Linked DNA regions of Mus musculus: region 1 is linked to region 2. A link is a contact called in public HiChIP or PLAC-seq data. All regions are on one chromosome and are shown on one strand. Each heading gives the region's core, a stretch centred on a gene start, on an enhancer-like site or on the middle of the called end of the contact. The rest is flanking DNA. Distances are from core to core; before and after follow the strand shown.

Evidence for each region. HiChIP or PLAC-seq counts read pairs in DNA pulled down with a chosen protein or histone mark.
Region 1: a contact with region 2 is called in a FOXA1 HiChIP or PLAC-seq map of pancreatic cancer cells. The contact joins the promoter of Tspan15 here to the enhancer-like site in region 2. A contact is called at or near these places in 2 of 115 datasets of contacts at active chromatin or transcription factors (embryonic stem cells and pancreatic cancer cells).

The regions. Positions count from the first base shown.
Region 1 is chr10:62,227,373-62,233,915 of GRCm38.p6, reverse strand. It overlaps Tspan15 (tetraspanin 15), which reads left to right and starts at 2,698. Exons shown (of 8, transcript NM_197996.2): 1 at 2,698-2,896. The coding sequence starts at 2,801.
Region 2 is chr10:61,757,783-61,764,367 of GRCm38.p6, reverse strand. Macroh2a2 (macroH2A.2 histone) reads left to right here. Exons shown (of 9, transcript NM_207000.2): 2 at 6,414-6,585. The coding sequence starts at 6,473. Among named protein-coding and RNA genes, the nearest start is that of Mir5108, 14 kb to the left of the region's middle. Within about 2 kb of position 4,302, at least 105 of the 459 cell types and tissues checked have an H3K27ac peak or open chromatin away from gene starts, as enhancers often do. A contact at or near this core is called in pancreatic cancer cells, where this site is marked.

The DNA of each region.
Region 1 (6,543 bases), core at 1,449-3,948, 470 kb before region 2:
TTATCCAAACCAAACCTAGGGCTGATTCCAGACATCTCTTTCCTCACAAGCCACACCCACCCCTCATCAAGCCCTCCTCTACCAGACAAAGCTACCGTTTTGATATCTCGTGACAGGACACTGTTGTCTACAAAGTGCAAGTCTGAGATGCATGTAATCAAGTTACCAAAAAAAAAAAAAAAGGTTGTAAAAGAGCTTTCTGCAATGTTTTGAGTAAGTTCATGATTTCTTGCTGGGCCAAAGTCACAACCACCCTGGGGTGTGCGGGGCCTGCGAGCTAGAAATAAGCCAATTCAACCTCTGGCCCCCATGGTTTCACAGCCTCCACCTCAGCGCCTCCCTCCTATCACTGGATCTCCCTAGCTGTCTTCTGAACGACAGGTTAGATTCCACACCTGTCTCCACATAAACCTTACTAGTGGCCTGTGCCATAACAGGAAATAAGTAGAGTCTCTGGTTTGGTTTACCTTCAACAGCTAGGCAGAAGTTGCTGTCCTTTGCAGAGTTAAGAAAGACAAGAGTTCCTTTCTTGTCACTGCCCCCACCCTCTGGCTCTCCACCGGACACTCATTACATCATTAGCATACACCTGCATCTGAGGTTAACCTCTTCTGTGCTTTTACACATTTGCTGATTGATCTGTTAAGGAAGGAATCTAAGGTTGTCTGGGCTGAATAGAAATGGTCAGACCTCATTGTTTCAGAGATGCAGAGAGAGTCTTGGATCCAGTTGTATATATAGCTGCAGACTTACCCAAGGACACAGATGCATACAATCATTACCTTGTTCTCGATCCATGATTGGAGCCATTACTGTCAAGGATAGCTTCCCTCTAAATGTTCCTGCCAGGTTATCATGAAGAGAAATCTCAGCACATGTTCTCAGGCCCGTGCAGATAGCGACAATGCTAACCTTTATGAGCAGGTAGCCACAAAACCGGTTCCTGTAACTTCACTTAAGACTCAATTGTCCGTCCTTGCAGGAAAGGCCTGCTCAAGGACATTCGAGAGACAGGATTCAGGAAGCTAACAGATGTGTGCCCCTCACCCCCCCCCCCCAAGGATCTAGCCTTGTGCGCTGCCTCTATGTGAAGGAGCACCTCTGTAAACTCTAGGATACTTTATCCAGTCTATGCTTAATTAATGTGTGTGTGCTTCATAATGAGATGTTTCTAAAAACAAAACAAAAAGTACAGTCCCTGAGAGATGGCTCAGGCTCACGAGGGCTTCCTGTTCTTGCAGAAGACCTACGTACGGTTCCTAGTACCCACGTCTGTTGGCGTACCACTCACTACCTATAACTTCAGCTTCAAGAAATCCAACATCTCCTTTGGATGCAAGAGCACCCACAGACTCAATGACATTCAGACAGTCTCTCTCTCTCTCTCTCTCTCTCTCTCTCTCTCTCTCTCTAAGTAGAAATACCAGGATTAGCACCTGACCTGCCCACCTCCTGAACACTCCCCCCCTCTCAGCCCAGGGAACTTGTCTACAGGTGCCATTTCCAGATTCACCACCAGAACTTTCAGAGCTTTTGACTAGCAGCTATGCATTTAATTACCGATTGTCACAAACACAGACTGTCTGGTTCTCAGGCTCTGCACAGAGTCAGGCTAGGCCGGAGACAGGAAAACAACAGAAGACAGCTGGGAACATTTACCAAGGAAAAACGATTCATAGCTACCTGTGGCCCAGCCCACCAAGGGAAGGCTGGAGGGAGGTCAGACCCTGGCTGAGTGAGTGAGTAGTGACTAGGTTTGTAGAAGGTCCTAGAAGAGGATTTTCTGGGAGAAGAACTTTTTTTTTTGGGAGCAGAGTTGGAGGGCAAAAGGGAATTTCCATGGTCAGCTGGTTGACGAGCCTGGGGCAGATCTGTCTCCGGAAGTCTGCTGCTCCAATGGAACACCCTGGACTGGTGACCTTCCAGGATGTGACCATCACTCTTACACACTCACTTGCTGTTTTTGTTTTGTGTTTTATTCAGACTGAGTGTCACACAGCCTTGGCTGGCCTGAAACTTGCTATGTAGACCAGGCTGCCCTCAAACTCAGGGATCCACTTGCTTCTGTCTCCTGAATGCAAGGTATCAAAGGTGTGCGCTAGGATGTAACTGCAACAACAACACACTTGGTATTTTGTTTTGTTTTGTTTTGCTTGTTTGTTTGTTTGTTTGTTTTCGAGACAGGATCTCACTGAGTAGCTCTGGATGTCCTGGAACTCACAGTGCAGACCAGATTACTCACATAGATCCGCCTGTCTCTGCCTCCTCCTAACTGTCTCCACTGTCGCTGTCCTTTCTCGCAGTATTCAATCACACCCGTGGAAAGCCAGCCTTATTTTTGACGGTACTTAGGAACTCAGGCTCTTAGGCAGTCCTCTATCACTGAACTACAGTGCGAGCACCCTGTTTTCTAATACAGAACTGGGCACGCTCGCCCTTACTCCTGCGCCTCTCCAGGCCACACGCTCCCACGCTGAGATACAAATCGAGGACAGGATCTATGCACAGGAGCGCTCCTTTTTTGAGTCTCGCCCCCTTCTCTCACCCGGTCCACTGTAGCCTAAGCCACGCCCCTAGAATAGAAACAACGCCCCGACAGCGCGACACGCCCCCGACACGCCCCTTCGCGTCCATTGGCTGCCCGCATTGTCCGCTCCCTGGCCCGAGCGGTGATTGCGGCGCGCCTGAGTCAGTCCAGGGAGAGAGCGCGGGTGGCGGGCCAGGCCGCGGGACAGCCGCAGGTGGGGCCTGGAGCGGTGGCCGGATCGAGGCAGCCCCGCAGCCCCGCGCGGGAGCCAAGATGCCTCGCGGGGACTCGGAGCAGGTGCGCTACTGCGCGCGCTTCTCCTATCTTTGGCTCAAGTTCTCTCTCATCATCTACTCCACCGTGTTCTGGGTGAGTGATGGAGCCCGTGGAGCCGGGGTCGGGGTGGGGTATGGGACGGTCCACACTCCTTCGATGGCCCCCTAACACTCGACCCAGGCTTGGGTTCAGCTTCAGCCACTCAGAGAGGCCGCCGGGAGTGCGGGAGGGCTTCTCGCACCACTTCCCTGGGAACCGGGATACCTTGGCGGCCCCAGCTCTGCTCGGTTCCAGCAGCCCAGTCAGTCCTCAGCGTTCGAGCCCTGTTGCCCACAGGACGCCACTTTGTTCACCTATGCTGCTGAGCTCCTACCTAATGGGGTCCGGCTCGCCAGCCGAGTCTGCTGTGCATCCTCTGGCTGCTGTGTAGGGCGCGGGTACGTTGTTGACTGCGCCCACCACGCCTTCAGGGTGTGACTCTCCACAGCCTGGCCAAAGGTGGGCAGCTTTTGTGCTTGTGGCCACCTGGATTCCAAGTCTGGCCCCTGTTGCTACTTGCCTGTGCCTTTCCTCTGACCAAGATGTTTCTCTTGGGCATCTTGCTTTCTTCCTTGTTGGAAGGAAATGCTTTCTTGTTGGAGTGCGGCATTCCACTTGACAACCCGGCGGCTCCTGGATGGTGTTGCTATTTTCATGAGGTCTGGCATTGCCCATAGAGGATCAGGATGGCATTGGTTGCGCACAACCAGGCTTTGAATACTACCCGCCACTTCCTAGCTGAATGGTCTGGAAAGTTCCTTCATTTCTCTGACCATAGTTTTCTCATCTGTAGTTGGAGACAGTAGTTATTAAACACTTGGATGGTTGTGGAAGTAAAATAACGCAGGCCAAGATGAGGCCACAGAGAGCTAAAAAAAAGGGGGGAGATAGTAATAATATAATTATTATATTATAATTATAAAAACATTAACAATAAATAATAATTATTAGTATTTATTGTTATTGCTATTGTTTTTTGGGTTTTTTTTAGAGACAGGGCCTCTGTATGTAACTGCCTCTGTCACCCAAGTGCTGGCATTAAAGGCACCTATTATTATTGTTGTAGTTATTGTTGTGACAGGGTCTTACTATAGCTTAGTCTAGCTGGTGGTGGTGTATATGTGTGTGTGTGTGTTTGCTTATTTGTTTTGAGACAGCATCTTATGCATTTCTGGTTGATTTAGAACTCACTAAATAGTCCAGGCTAATCTTGAACTCAGTAATCCTCCTGCCTTAGCCTTCCAAGTATTGGAGTTACAGTTGTAAGACACCATGTCTGGCACCATTAATGTTATTATGGGCAAGAATCTTTGCCTGTGAATGGTATAAGCTAAAAGGTCCCCAGGGACATTTCCCCCCACAGGGTCTCATGTCATCTAGGCTGGTCCCAAACTCACTGTGTAGCTGACAATGACCTTGAACATTGGATCCTCCTGTTTGTACCTCCCACACACTGGGTACTGGGATCACAGGGGTGTGCCACTACCCCTGGCTTATCAGGGCATTTTAGAATAACTGGACTTCAGTCTAGACACGAGGATATCTTTCCACAGGTTGGCCCTGTGTTTACCTCTACAGAAGTGTGTATGTAGATAGGCTTGTCCAGAGATCCCAAAGGGTCCCCTGAAAATAAGGTCCTCCCTCCTTCCCTCCCTTCCTCTACTTTCTCTCCCTTTGTCTTTCTTCTCTTCTTCCTCAGCTCCTTACTGCATTTCTTCTGTGGGCAGGAACTGCTGGGCTGGCCATCAAGACTGCCTTTGAATGGGAGCCCTTTACAAGGCGACCCTGCTGGCAGTCAGTAGATCTTGATTCTAGTCCTGCTATGTCCCAGACTCACTGGCATATTGTAGGCAAATGATATCTGTTTTGGGTCTCAGAAATGTTGGTTCTAGCCTTTGGCTAGCTTCAACTCCAGGTACCCCGAAAGAAAGATTAGCAGTGTTGCTAGGCTCCCAAGGGTAGAGGGTGGGGCAGAGACATGGGGTATGAGTTGCAGGGAGTCTGAAGGTTCGGATAGACGATTTGAGCTATAACTCAGAGGCTCTCACCCAAAGTTGCATCGGAATTAACTGGGAGGTTTCCAACAGATCCCTGTGCCTTGGCACACGTGTTTATTACTGTGTACCTCAGCTCCTCACACAACTGCAGTGTGAGCCAGGGTTGAAAACCCCAACGCTGGATGGGCCTGGGAGACCACAGTGATTCTGCTCAGTTTAGTCCTGTCTATAAGTCAGAGACAAAAGGGAAAGTTGAGGACAAGGGTGGAAAGGTGGGGGGTCCCATTCCCTCTCCCTCCTCACCTCCATTCCATACCTCCTCAGTGTGTAACCACTGGCTCTTCATGCCTCCCCCTTTACACCTGTAAAATGGGAATGTGTTACACTCTGTCTTGCACACCCACAGCATCCCTTTTTAGGACTAGTAGTGAGAGAGAATGAGGAAAGAGCTGGCTGAACCTGGTGAGATACAGACCCCCCCCCAAACCTTGTCAAAGTAAAACACAGTTATATAAAATCAGAAGAGCTCACAAGGCCCAAATCACTGCCCCTTGCAGCCCCTCCCCACCCCCACTCCACCCTCTTTAGCCAACCAAGCCTGCTGTGTACCAACCGAGCCATCCCTGACGGTATTTCTACTTTAAAAAAAAAAAAATCTCCCCACCCAGGCCAAGAACTCAGCTGTGGGCAAGGCTGCTGGGACGGCTCCAGGTACCAGAGTGTGACTGCAGGGTGACTGCAGAGTGGCAGCGGGCGGCTGCCGGTTAAGTAATTTGTCTGGATTGAGTTTCCTGCTAATTGAAAAGCATTTACAGAAAAACCCATTATCTGGATGCAATCTCCTGCCTCTCCCCTGGCAAGAAGACAGGTCAGAGCAAGGGTTACTCACTTACCAACCCAGAGTGTGAGTGCTTGCAGGGCAGTGGTGGCCCTTTAGTCCCAGCACTTGAGAGGCAGAAGAAGCAGGTGGCTCACTCTCTCTCTCTGTGAGTTTGAGGCCAGCCTGAGAGGGAAAGGGAGAGAGAGAGGGAGAGGGAGAGGGAGAGGGAGAGGGAGAGGGAGAGGGAGAGGGAGAGGGAGAGAGAGATTTTACCACAGTGAACCTTCAGATCTTCTGTCAGGCTCTTTTAGCTTTGGTCTCTTTTGTTTTGTTTTTTAATAGGATTTATTTATTTTTATTTTGTGTATAAGTGTTTTGCCTGTATGGAAGCTGTGTTAAATGCTTTTTCAAAATAGTGTCAACTATTCATTTGTTATCTTGCTATATGGATTATACACATATACGGAGATCAGAGGACATTTCTGGATCAGATAGTTCTCTCTTCCACTCTGACTCTGGGGATCGAACTCAGACTGTCAGGAGTAAGCGGCAATCGCTCTTACCTGCTGAGCCATCTTGCCGGCCCTCCTTGACTCTTTGTCTCCTGAGAAATGTCTTTAGAGATGAGAACCTTGGTGTAAAATCAGAACTGCTTTTCTGCTGTTGAGCTGGTAGAGTCCCATACACGTTCTGGAGGTCAATCCCTCGTCCCACAGGGCAGCAGCGGCGGCCTTTCTAAGCCTGCCCGCATTGCTCCAATTTTGTCCGTGTGCTGTTGAAACCAGCAAAGCTTTTATTCTGAGCATAACAGATAAGGGAAAGGAGGGGGCTCCATCTGGGCTGATCGTGCAAGAACACTTGCTTGCCCAGCGTGAGCAGCCCCT
Region 2 (6,585 bases), core at 3,053-5,552:
GCCAGAAGAAGACGTTGGACCCCCTGAAATTGGAGTTAGCCACCTTAACTGATAGAAATGGAGAAATGAAACCTAGGTCCCATGGAAGAGAGCAGCTAAGAGAGTGCTCTTAACCACTGATACATTGCTCGAACCCCTAATTTAAAAAGAAAGTGAGGCCGGGCAGTGGTGGCACACGCCTTTAATCCCAACGCTCGGGAGGCAGAGGCAGGCGGATTTCTGAGTTCGAGGCCAGCCTGGTCTAGAGTGAGCTCCAGGACAGCCAGGACTACACAGAAAAATCCTGTCTCAAAAAACCAAAAAAAAAAAGAAGGAAGGAAAGAAAGAAAGAAAAGAAAAAAGTGAGGAGGCTGTGAGGAGGGAACTATTGGGGCTGGGAGGCTCCCAGCCAGTCCAGTGCCAGGCACCTCAGCCTGCAGCCCTCAGCTTCTGCAAGAACTGCAGGAGCCACTTCTTGAGTAACTGCAGTTTGTCATGTGCAGATTTTCAGGCCTGACATGGGAGCGAGGCAGCGATGCTCTCAGGGAGCAGTCAGTTCCAGAAGCCTAGGCTCCTTGTTCCAGAGAATCCTTCATGGCCAGAGTCTACCACACATCAGCCTCCTCATCAGGGTTCTCCCCTTGGCCGGGAGTTCACTCCTGTCTTACTTAAAACCGCTCGATGGCCGGATGTCCCTGCAGGGAAGTTACTTGTGGTCCATCATGTTGTCCACTAGATCTTACCTTACCCACTAACCTGGCCTCTGTCTACCTGGCCTGCCTAAACAGATCTTCCCTGGGCTCTCTGTATGCTGTCCTCAGAGCAATCATGCCACTCCCTGCAGTAGAACCCACTGTCCCACCCTACCACACACTCTCACACCAAACACAGTGACATTTTCTGTTCCTTCTGCCTGAGTGTGGCCCTCCAGATCTTAAAGATCTGTCTCACTGTGTGCCTAATTTGTTTTCCCGGTCTCATTCTTTGATGCCTTGCTATTTTTTAATTCCCTCTTCCTCCTCCTCTCCCTCCTCTTCCTCCTCCTCTTCCTCTGCCTCCTCCTCCTCCTCTTTTTTTTTTTTTTTTTTTGAAACATGGTCTTATTATGTTCCCACAATCCTCCTGTCTCCTAAGTGCTGAGATCACAGGCTTACACCATCACACTTAGCTTCTCACTCATTTTTCTAGGCTCGTGACTCCAGCAGTCTATGGACACACCCCCTTTCCTCTCACTACAATCTGTTAATCATGCCAAGTATATTTTGTGGTGCTGGAGATCCATTTCGGGGCCTTTAGGCCAGGAATACCTTTAATCCTAGCACTCTGGAGACGGGTAAGCAGATCTCTGTGAGTTCAAGGCCAGGCTGACTACATAGTGAGTTCCAAGCTACACAGTGAGACCCTGTCTCAAGGGGACAGGGGACTAAATGTTCCATGCCCTTTTGGACACTAAGCAAATATTCTGTCACAGAGTTATAGCCTCGATGCAATAATCTTTGTTAAAAGTTTTATTTTTAGTTAGATGTAAGCGTCTTGAGTGTGAGTTTGTGCATTTGCCTGTGGAAGCCAAAGGCACTGGATTCTCTGGGGCTACAGTTACAGGCAGTTGTGAGTCCCCTGATATTGGACTCAGGTCCTCTGGAAGAGTGTACTCCATGCCCTTAACCACCCGACCATTTCTCTAGCTCCCAGAAATAACTTGAAATGATCCAACAATCCCGAAGTGCTCTTTTCCTGGTGTGAGTCACCTGCCATTGGTGTTTGGTCAGTTCTCTTGTCCCAAACGCTCCCTTTCCAGTGTAGAGGCAGGGGCCGTCTTTGAAGACCCATTCGTAATGCTGCTGTGTCTTTTTCCTAGAGAAACACTTGCAGTTTCCTTGCTGGCCTCAAAACCTGAAGGGCTGGATGGGTGGCTCAGTGGTTAGGGGCACTTGTTGCTTCTGCAGAGGACTTGGGTTCAACTTGCAGCACCCACATGCCAGCTCACAACCGTCTGAGACACCATTCCTAGGAGATCAGATGGCCTCTTCTGACCTCCACGTGGTGTGCCTACATATATGCAGACAAAACAGTCACACACCTAAAATAAGTAATTCTTTAAAAAAAAAAAAAAAGCAAAACAAAAAACCCGGAAGGAACCCTTTGTGGCACCATAGGCCCAGGGTTAGGGGGGAAGGGCAGAGGGAGCTTCAACCCCGGATACCTCAGACATGAGGATGGAAAGGCTTGGCTCCCTCCCCACTCCCAACCTGGTGCCATATAGGGGCTCCCCTACCATCAGCCCCAGTAAGAATCTATTGCCCTGACAGTTACCAGGCTTCGGTCCTTGTTTGACCTTATAAGGTTCCCCCACCCCCACGGTCCCTTTCCCATCCCCTCCTCAGACCCTACATTCCCTGGATATGCACACAAAGCATCTTCCATCACTCCTGCCCTGACCAGTGGTGCACAGCCACACAAACCTGGCCCCAGAGACCCTGGCCACCTCCCCAGGGGCATAAATACCCCTTTCTCCTCCCAATAAATGAACCAGTTCTTATTTACACTTGTAATCCTATCATTTGAAAAGCTGAGCCTCAAGTTCAAGGCCACTCTGAGCTACACAGTGAGTCCTAGGCTAGCCTAGACTTCACAGTAAGATCTGTTTTACAAAACAAAACAAAGGCCTCATTCTATAGACTTTTTCTTTTTTTTTTTTTTGACAATTTCATACTTGTATAGAATTGACTGCAGTCACATTCACCCCAATAGCCTCTCTCACCTTCCCCCATTTCTGCCAACTCCTTCTGATCCCCTGCCAGTGCCCTCCTTCTCACATCTCTGGCGCCACGTGCAGACTTGTTCAGGTAGTGGCAACTACTGTGTGTCCATGATGGCTGTGGTCACCTTTTATGCGCAGGACCAAATTCTGTAGTGTTCTTTCCATCCTCCTACGTGGTGTTCCCTAGGCCCTGCAGCGGGTGCCAGAGGGGCAATAGGGATGTCCTGCTTCAGAATTATGGGAAGGTCCTAGAGAGATGGCTCAGTGGTGAAGAACACTGGCTGCTCCTCCAGAGGACCCAGGATTGTTCAACAGCATCCGTGTGACAGCTCACGGCTGTCTGTAACTGCAGTCACGGGATCCGGCACTCTCGTCTGGTCCCTACCTGCAGCAGGCATGCTTGTGTGTAAGGCTGAACACCCTTACACATAAAATAAATAGCCAAGCAAACAAATCAATAAATTAAGATTCATACACATAAAATAAGAATAAAAAGAAAACAATGGAGAGAGAGAGAGAGAAGGAAGGAAGAAAGGAAAGAAGGAAGGAAGGAAGGAAAGAAGGAAGGAAGGAAGGAAGGAAGGAAGGAAGGAAGGAAGGAAGGAAGGAAGGAAGGAAATGTCTCAGGACTGATTACTCTTAATTCCATAGTTGATGTGTAAAATATCTCAACCCTAACAGACTTTGGGATGCAACAGGAAATTAAACCTACAAGATGGCACAGTGTATAAAGGAAAGTGCTACTAAGCCCGATGACCTGAGTTTAGTTGCACTCTGTGGAGTGCCATTCATGCAAGTTCCCCATCCCCTACACACACACACACACACACACACACACACACACACACATGCATACATACACACGTACATGCATACATACATACACACTCATGAATAGATACACACATGCATACATACACACACATATATGCATATATATATATATACATATATATGTATATATGTATATGTGAGAGAGACATATTGTCTTAGGGCTTCTATTGCTGTGATGAAACATCATGACCAAAAGCAAGTTGGGGAGGAAAGGGTTTATTCATCTTGCACTTCCACATTGTAGTCCATCATTGAAGGAAGCCAGGATTGGCACTCAGGGCAGGATCCTGGAGGCAGGAGCTGATGCAGAGGCCATGGAGAGGCTCCGCCTGTTTTTTAATAGAGCCCAGGACCACCAGCCCAGGGGTGGCCTTACTCATAAGGGATTGGGCCCTCTCCCATCAATCCTGAATTAAGAAAATGCTCTACAGCCTGACCTCACGGAAGTGTTTTCTCAACTGGGGTTCTCAGATGATTCTAGCCCATGACAAGTTGACATAAAACTATCCAGTACATGTACATATACACAGAAACACACATATGTACATATGCACATGCAAAAATAAATAAGAAAATGTCCTGTGCGAGGTTCAGTAACCCTAGCTGTGTATCTCCCAGCAGCTGGGCATCCATTTAGTACTATCTCCCATCATCCTTTGAGCCTTTGGCTTTCTCGTTGTCACGTGGGCTGCGGCTAAGCCGGCCTTGTGGAAATGTGAGCTGCTGCCTCTGTGGGCAGAAGGAATGTCAGTTTATTTTTACTTTCTCCTTTGTATCAACAAGGGAATGCCATCACCCTGGAGCAGAGAGCTTTGACTCATTTCCTAGAAATGCCTCTGGCTTTACTCTGCTCTTGTTTTGTCCTATGTAATTTACTTACTCTGAATTATACCGCTCCATAATTATATATTGTTATACTTTGTTATATATTGTGATCTTTACTATATAAGTTATAAATAGTATATGATATTTTTTTGGTCACAATATTCACTTACCTGACAGCTTGAGACCAACCCAGCCCTTTAACAATTATTTTTAGCCTTAGAAAGACTGTGTCTGAGCAAACCTGACACAGGCTGCCCATGGCTACATAGAAAGATCCTGTTTCAAAATAACAAGAGCAAAAGTGTGTCCAGGATGCCACAGCTGTCTTCACTTAGAAGATGGCTTCATAAGGGACAGTAAGCTAGAGCCTTGTCCCTTGGTGCGTCACACGGAATCCACCTCTCTGTGTGGCTTCAAAAGTATCCCCCAAATCATCCTGGACTCCCCATCCCAAGGAACAAAACTCTGGGTTCTGTTTGCTGTCTAGTTGCTAGGCAACAACATAATTCATCAATACTGCCCTTTGGGGAAGGCTTCTGTTTTAAAGAATGGTATTCTGGGGTTGGAAGTGTAGCCCTGTAGACGGGGTGCTTGCCTAGTGTGCAGGAAGGTCAGTCTGGGTTTGATCCCCAACACCATGTAAACTTGTTATGGTTGTACATGACTTCAATCCCAGTACTCAGGAGATGGAGGCAGGAGAATCACATGTTCAATCAAGGTCATCCTCAACTGCATATTAACTTCCAATACAGTGACAATTTTGGAGTTTTGGGTTCTTTAAAAAAAAACACAGAAATATTTTTAAAATATGTTCTTGTTATAATCCCAGATGTGGGATATGTGGCTACTTTGGACTGACCGCAGCAGCTGACTGTGATTTGTCTTGTGCTCTAGCAGGGGCGTGACTTTGCCAGCTGCAGATAGGTTCTATGAGTGTGTGACATATTAAATTCTGGAACATCTTCAGAGACTATATAAGAGCTAGGGCCCTGAGAAGCAGTGTGGGGAGTGGGGGTCAGGGGGTATTGTTTGGTTGTTGGTTGCTTGCTGTAGGTCACTGTTGATCATGGTTTGTTAAGTGCAGAGAAGAAATTAGGTAGCCTGTCTTTCCCCAAGGAACTTGACACTCAACAGGAAGTAGTCTAACAACAAAAATGTTGCCCCATTTCCCACCCCTAACTTTATGCAGGTATCTCTTTCCCTTTAACCTTTAATCTCTCTTATTTAGTGTTGGGTTGAAAGGGTGATTGAGAAGGGGTGAAGAAGGGTAGAAGAAAAAAACCCACCAAGTAACAAAAGGTGGGTATATTGCAGGCTAGCCTGGGCTACCTGAGACCCTGGCTAAAAGAAAAAAAGACTTCATTACTAGAGACACTGGAACGTGCTTCCTTTTGAGAAACACCACGTAAAACTATGGCCTGTGGTGGTGCATGTCTTTAGTCCCAGCACTGAGGATGCGGGGACAGGTGGGTATCTCTGAGTTCAAGGCCAGCCTGATCTACATAGTGAATGTGAGACCACCCAAGACCACATAATTAGACTCTTTAAAACGAAACATGGAGCCAGGTGTGGCAGCTCTCACCTGTAATCTCAGCTACTTAGGAGTAGAGGCAATAGAATGAAGAATTCCCAGCCAATCCCAAGTATGAGGATCTGTACTTTAAAGTTAATCACATCTGCAAAATCATTTCATACAGAGTAATATTCACAAGGTCTGGGGACAAGGAGATGACCTCTTGGCCATCACTGCACAGCTGGGTACAGGAGTGTAACTTCCCCCGCTTCCTTTGGCCTCTGCTGCTCGGGGCTGCCTTGCGGGAAGGGATGTTTGTGTGGGGGTCGAAGATGCCCTTCAGAGGCCCTGCCCAGCTCCTGCCTGCAGCTTCTTATGTTGGCAGCCAGGGATCAGCTGCCTCCACAGGACAGCCAGAAATGTCACAATGTGTCCTAAAGCCACACTGATGTGCCTCTGATGTCTCCAGCCAACCTCAATCCTGCCTTCTTTCCTTCCTAGTATTGTGTAGGTGCCAAGAGACCACTCTGTCAGCAAGCTGAGAGGAAAATCGAGGCAAGATGTCAGGCCGGAGCGGGAAGAAGAAAATGTCCAAGCTGTCCCGGTCAGCCAGGGCCGGCGTCATCTTTCCAGTAGGCCGGTTGATGCGCTACTTGAAAAAGGGAACCTTCAA